Linked DNA regions of Sus scrofa: region 2 is linked to region 1. Evidence: chromatin contacts called from public Hi-C data. All regions are on one chromosome and are shown on one strand. Each heading gives the region's core, a stretch centred on a gene start, on an enhancer-like site or on the middle of the called end of the contact. The rest is flanking DNA. Distances are from core to core; before and after follow the strand shown. Region 1 holds the start of MAN1A1 (mannosidase alpha class 1A member 1). Region 2 holds the start of CEP85L (centrosomal protein of 85 kDa-like).

Evidence for each region. Hi-C and Micro-C count contacts between places; a contact is called where the count stands out from the background.
Region 2: a contact with region 1 is called in a Hi-C map of heart right ventricle, with 5 times the contacts expected there. The contact joins the promoter of CEP85L here to the promoter of MAN1A1 in region 1.

The regions. Positions count from the first base shown.
Region 1 is chr1:42,728,823-42,731,551 of Sscrofa11.1, reverse strand. MAN1A1 (mannosidase alpha class 1A member 1) reads right to left here and starts at 1,383. Exons shown (of 12, transcript NM_213885.1): 1 at 459-1,383. The coding sequence starts at 1,079.
Region 2 is chr1:43,391,214-43,393,942 of Sscrofa11.1, reverse strand. CEP85L (centrosomal protein of 85 kDa-like) reads right to left here and starts at 1,313. Exons shown (of 15, transcript XM_003121248.5): 1 at 896-1,313. The coding sequence starts at 968. LOC110260246 (a long non-coding RNA gene) reads right to left here. Exons shown (of 2, transcript XR_002343179.1): 2 at 2,417-2,729.

The DNA of each region.
Region 1 (2,729 bases), core at 134-2,633:
CAGGGTGTGCTGGCTTGCTGTTAGAATCTTTCTATCATGGGTGATTGATGCTTCGCGTTTACATTCAAGCTTCATTTCAAAGCCACGACCAAGCTTTATTAGGGGGGCTGTTTGGGACCTTCACTGCCACTGTTCTCAGCGACGATTAACCGTGTATTGGGCCGTAAAAGAGGTTTGCACAGCACCTACCCATATATTTAAGACCTACCTTGTGTGGCTTATGCTCACCGAGCATGCAAGTTAAAAACAACGGGATTCAACCTCGGATCATAATTGGCCACATCTACTATGATACTGAAAGGAAAACGAAAGAGCCTTTGACACTGCACCAGGTTAAGTGGAAAACCTCGATGTCTCCCCACATTGTAATGTTACAGTCTTATGAGTTTCAAAGGTTTGTCGTTTCTCCCAGAAAAACATCGCAGGTCCGGAAGAATTTCCAGCCTGGGTGCACTCACCTCTTTGATCTTTGCCCTTTTCTCGCGGACAGCGGCGTCGGCCGGCTCCCGGTCAATCGCCCCGATGAGGGGTACTAAGTACACTGGGGGCAGCCTGAACCCCATCCTGTTACTCATCTGGTCCTGGGCCACCTTCTCCTTCTCCATCAGGATATCTCTTTGGATCTCCTCGGGCAGCTTCTGCAGAGTCTCCTTGGCTTCCCTCAAAGCTCGCTCGTGGTTTTCGCGGATCCTGGCCAAGTTGTCCTCTAGGGCGGCCGCGGGGTCCCCGGGAGCGCCCTCTTCACCGGGCCGGGCTCGCCCATCTGCCGCGTCCTCGGCGCGCGCCCCGGGCCCCGGCTTGTGGTCAGCGGCTGGCTGCAGGGCGGGGCTGGAGTGGAACAGGACCCCGCTGAGCAGCTTGGAAGAGTCGGGCAGGAAGAAGATCGCTCCGAAGCAGAGCGTGATGAAGGCGCTGAACACCAACAGCAGCACGAACTTCTCCGTCAGGCGGAAGGCGGAGGGGCCCGACCCCTTTCTGCCGCCGCCGCCGCCGCCGCCGCCGAGCCCCCCACCCAGGCCGCCGCCCAGGCCGCCGCCCGCCGGGCTGCTGAAGAGTGGCAACAGGCCCCCCACCGGCATCGCTCCCGCTGCCACGGCCGCAGGGTTGCCCGCTGTCCAGTGGCCTTGCTCTGCGCCGCTCAGCAGCCAAACTTCGCCGCCGCCCGGCGTCAGCGGCTGCGGGGCTGGGTCCTGTGCATCCAGGCCGCCCAAACCCCCTGCCTGGGCTGCAGGTATCCCTTGGGGAACAACTCCCCTTCGAGTCTTCTCCCCCAAGCGGCTCCTTTGGCAAACAAACACGCGCGACAGACCTCTGGCTGTAGCCCCTGCGGGGAGAGAAACAGTAAAACGTAGTAATTACGATGATGGTGATAAAGTTTCCACCGGTCTCCGCCCTCAGACGGCCGTGCGAGCCACCAGGACAGTTCCCCCTTCACGGAGTTCGGAGTCTGGCTCCCGGCACCGCCCTCGGAAACCACTCTTTGGACTTGGGGTGAAGTTTTCGGGTCTCGGGGGCTGGGTGTCCCGCGCACACCTGGAGCAGGGCCGTGCGCGGGCACCTCCTGGAGAGGGCAGAGCGCCTCCGCACAGGAGAGGCGCAGCGCGGGTGGTGGGCTCGTCAACTTCGCCGGCTCCCCATCCCGAAGCTAGGACTAGCTGTCTCTGCTTCTCAGGCTGAGCGTGCAGTCCGACTGCCCCGCAGCCCTGGATGCTGCTCAGCTGGGCGAGCGCGCCGACCCGCGGGCGAGTGGGAGAGAGCAGGACAGCACTATGCCCTCCACCGCGGCCCCGCGAGCACTACCACCACTGCCGGTCTCTGGGCGGTCGGAAACGAGGGCGGTGACGCGTCCGGAGAGTGATGGCGCGGCAGGGCCAATCGCACGCGGCTCAGGGTCCCGCGGGGGCGGGGCCGAGGCGGGGAGGGGGCAGTGCAGGGAGGGGAGTTACGGGAAGCGCAGCCTCGCAGGGGCCCGGCCGGGGGTGGGGAGGTCGCGGGGCCCGGAGGCGCGAGGCAGCGGGCGGGGCCCGAGGTCGGCGAGTTTATCCCGCGGGGGTTTCGGGCCAGAGGCCCCAGGGGGTGGTTGCTCTAGGGGTGTGGGTTAGGTGCCTGGGCTGATGCGGGATCCCCCTGCGGCCCCCTCGGACCTGCGCCTGGTGGTGCGGGACCTGCCCGGAGGGAGGCCGAATAAGGACGGGGTCTTGCAGAGAACTGCCAGATTTGAACGGTGTGAAGCGCGTCTTTCCTCCAGTTACCCTCTTTTTGCCAAGGGAGGGATTCCCCCATTGCTCCGTTGCAGTTAACCCAAAAGTCCCTCGATGAGGAGCTGTGAATTGGAGAGCTTCTGAGCTCAGCTTTGGAGCTCTCTGGTGGAACATCCTCTAAATCCCAAGAGACCTGCTGGTTTTGTGGCTGCTTGGGAGTCTTCCTATGCATCCTCGCCCCCTTTAAAAAGAAAAAAAAGTTGCGTAGCTCCCCCACCCACTCCCACTTTCAAAATTCATTTACCTCATACAAGTTGGTCATATTTTCCATTTAAAGAAGACAGTTTTATGCTGCCATAACTTCAAGTAATAAATTTCAGCACTGTTGAAATTGTCTTGGATTTGACTACTTCCAGGGAAGTAAGGACTTGGTCCAACAGAAATTGTTTTCAAGACAGCCTTATTTTCCAAAATCTATTCGCAATTCCCCTGTTGCTCTGAAATAAGGGTTATCAGAGAGGAAAAAGT
Region 2 (2,729 bases), core at 64-2,563, 660 kb before region 1:
AAAGTGCCTGAAAGAACCATTAACGTCAGTCAAATAACTTGTCACAGGTAACCCAAGCCTTTTTTTTTTTTTTTTAATATCCTGATTAGGGGAAGATTTATCCTAATTTGGTGGCTCCTACACAACTTTTAAGCGACGCAGGCATTAAATGGCTGTGCATTACAAACAGGTCCCTTCGCACACCCAACGCAGCAAACCCCAAATTTTCCTTGAAAGGGCCAAGGAGAGGCAAATAGATTAACATTCCGGTTGCTCAAAAATCGATGGGCTCTGGCAGGACATGTCCTCCAGAAAGGACTGCTGGGCGGTAACCAGGTTTCAGGGAGGGGCTGGACCCCTGGGGGGGGTTGCAGCCAAGGCATCAGCCGCAGCCTCCTTCCGCCCCCAAACGCGCCCTAAAGCAGCGGCTGCAGGCGCAGATGCAGCAGCCCCCCGCCCTCCGAGACGCGCCCCGCGCCGCCGCGGCTGCAGCACGGTCGCAGCGACCTTCCCGTCTGGGTCTCCGTGAGCCCCGTTATCCACGTCGGCCGCACACCCCAGGAGGAAAAAGGAGAAGGTCGCACAACAAAGCCCAACCCGAGGAGGCCTAGGCGAGCTGTAAGTTGGGGCGCCGGGGCTGCGGCCGGAGGAGCGGCCGGGACACCGAGCCGCGCGGGGCCGGTGCGCCGAGATGCGGGGCGGACAGGGCCGGGGACGCGGGCCGCCAGATGTCAGCCCGCGGAGCCGGGTGTCGGCAGCCTGGAGGAAGCTGGGCTGGCTGGCAGGCGCGCGGCGTCGGGGGCGGGCGGCCAGGGGGAAGCCAGGCCTGAGGAAGGAGGGGAGCGGCGGCTGAGTCCCGAGGCACCGCAGTCGGCCGCGACCCCCACCGCAGCCAGGGGCCTGTCCCGTTACTTACCCGCGGGGAAGCTGCGGGTTCCGCCTGGGCTGTCCCTGCCGCCGGCATCCGCAGTCAGGAAGCGTCCCCACATTGCGGGCCGGAGTGCCGAGTGGGCCGGGGGCGCCCGACTCCCCACGTCCGTCCTCCGCTGCCTTCGCCTCCTGCCTCTTCGGCGGCGGAAACTTGTGCGGAGCCTGGGCCGAGGCGGCACCGGCGGGGGGCGAGCGGGCGGGCTGGTTAACGGCTGCTCAGCGACGGGCGGGGACCGCAGGAGCCAGATTCGCTACAGCGGCGGCGGCTGCCATGGTCGAGCCGCCTGGGTTGAGGCCCGAGCCAGGGAAGCGGAGGCCCTGCGGCGTCGGCGGCTTGGTCTCCGGCTGAGCCCAGGTTCAGAGGCTCCAGCGAAGTTGCAGCTGCGGCTTCTCTCCGCCCCCTCCGCCTGAGGAGCCGGAGGCCGATCTAAGCGGGGGCGGGGCTTGTAGGGGGCGGGGCCTCGGGCGCTTATATAAGGCGTGCGCGGCGCGGGGCGGAGACTGTGGGCAGGTCCCGGTGGGTTCCTTTACGCAGCTGTGCATTGCCAGCGGCGAATGCTCTTCCGACCTACCAACTGCGTCCCTGGTTTCTCAGCCCGGAGCCATTATCGGTTACGAAGAGGGCGGTAACTTGGTACTGGGTCTAATCTTTAGGTTTTCGCCACCACCCATCGCCCCAGTCCCTTGGGTAGTCCCTCAGGGGCACCTGAGAAAGACGTGGATGACCTGCCTCTCCCCTCGAGGTTTCTTGAGATGGAAGAGTTTTACACAGGAGGGGTTGAGGGAGACTCTCAGCCTCATTTGGGATTAAAGTCGTCAACCATGAATTCCACAAACATCGTTTGTGGGGGATCACTATTGGGGGTAGCGAAAGAGGTCGTTTTCTCAACTAGCAAATTAAATGGGGGGCGGGAGGGTGCAGACAGAGACGGGTACAAAATATCTATCACCTAGAGACTTATGCACACACACACACACAACAGGCAGAAAAAAAGACCCGAGGGTAATTAGTACCAGAGGGTTCAGAGAGGGGCCCGAAATTTTTAATCTGGTAGCCCAGTGTTCCAGATGATCATCAGAAAGGAGTCAAAATGGCACCAGAGCGACTTCCTTACTCCTATACTCCAAGTTCCTCCTTCCACCTGGTCAGTTGCCACTTTTTACCTGAACCCAGAGTGCAGGGGCAGATATCCTGAGGAAGGACAAAAGGGTGCAGCATCGTCTTTTTAAATCTTACTTTTATTGACAATATAATCTTTCCAATATTTAGATACAAAATAGTTCCTTTAATAAATATTGGTCGAACACTGCAGGAGGCAGGCTCTGCACTGGGCCAATGAATCAGGTAAACCTTAATGAGTCAGGCAAATTCTTAACCATCAGCAGGCTTGGAGTCCATTGACTTTTTTCTGTTTTGCTAAGGGAGGCCTTATGTTTGTATTTAAGCATCCTGTAATTGGGAAATACTGCTTAAAACTTTTAGAGATTAAATTACATCTCTGTCTTGTTTTGGGGGGGTTGCTTTTCTTTTCTTTTTTTTTTTTTTCCTTTTTTCCTCACATCTGTCTTGTAATTTATCTGATTGCAGATAAATTTTACATTTACTCCTCCTCCCATAGAGTTCCACTATTTCTCCAAATCATGAGCAGTTGGCCAAGGGTCAACTGTTTCAAAGGATAGAAAATGACAGAAACATGAAAAAATAATGTAATTGGTTCCTTTTTGTGATTTAAATGTGCATTACCTTACACTTGAATACTATAGGTCAAAAGGAAACCTAGAAAAGTAAATTACAACGCAAATTGTCAGAAGCTATAGAA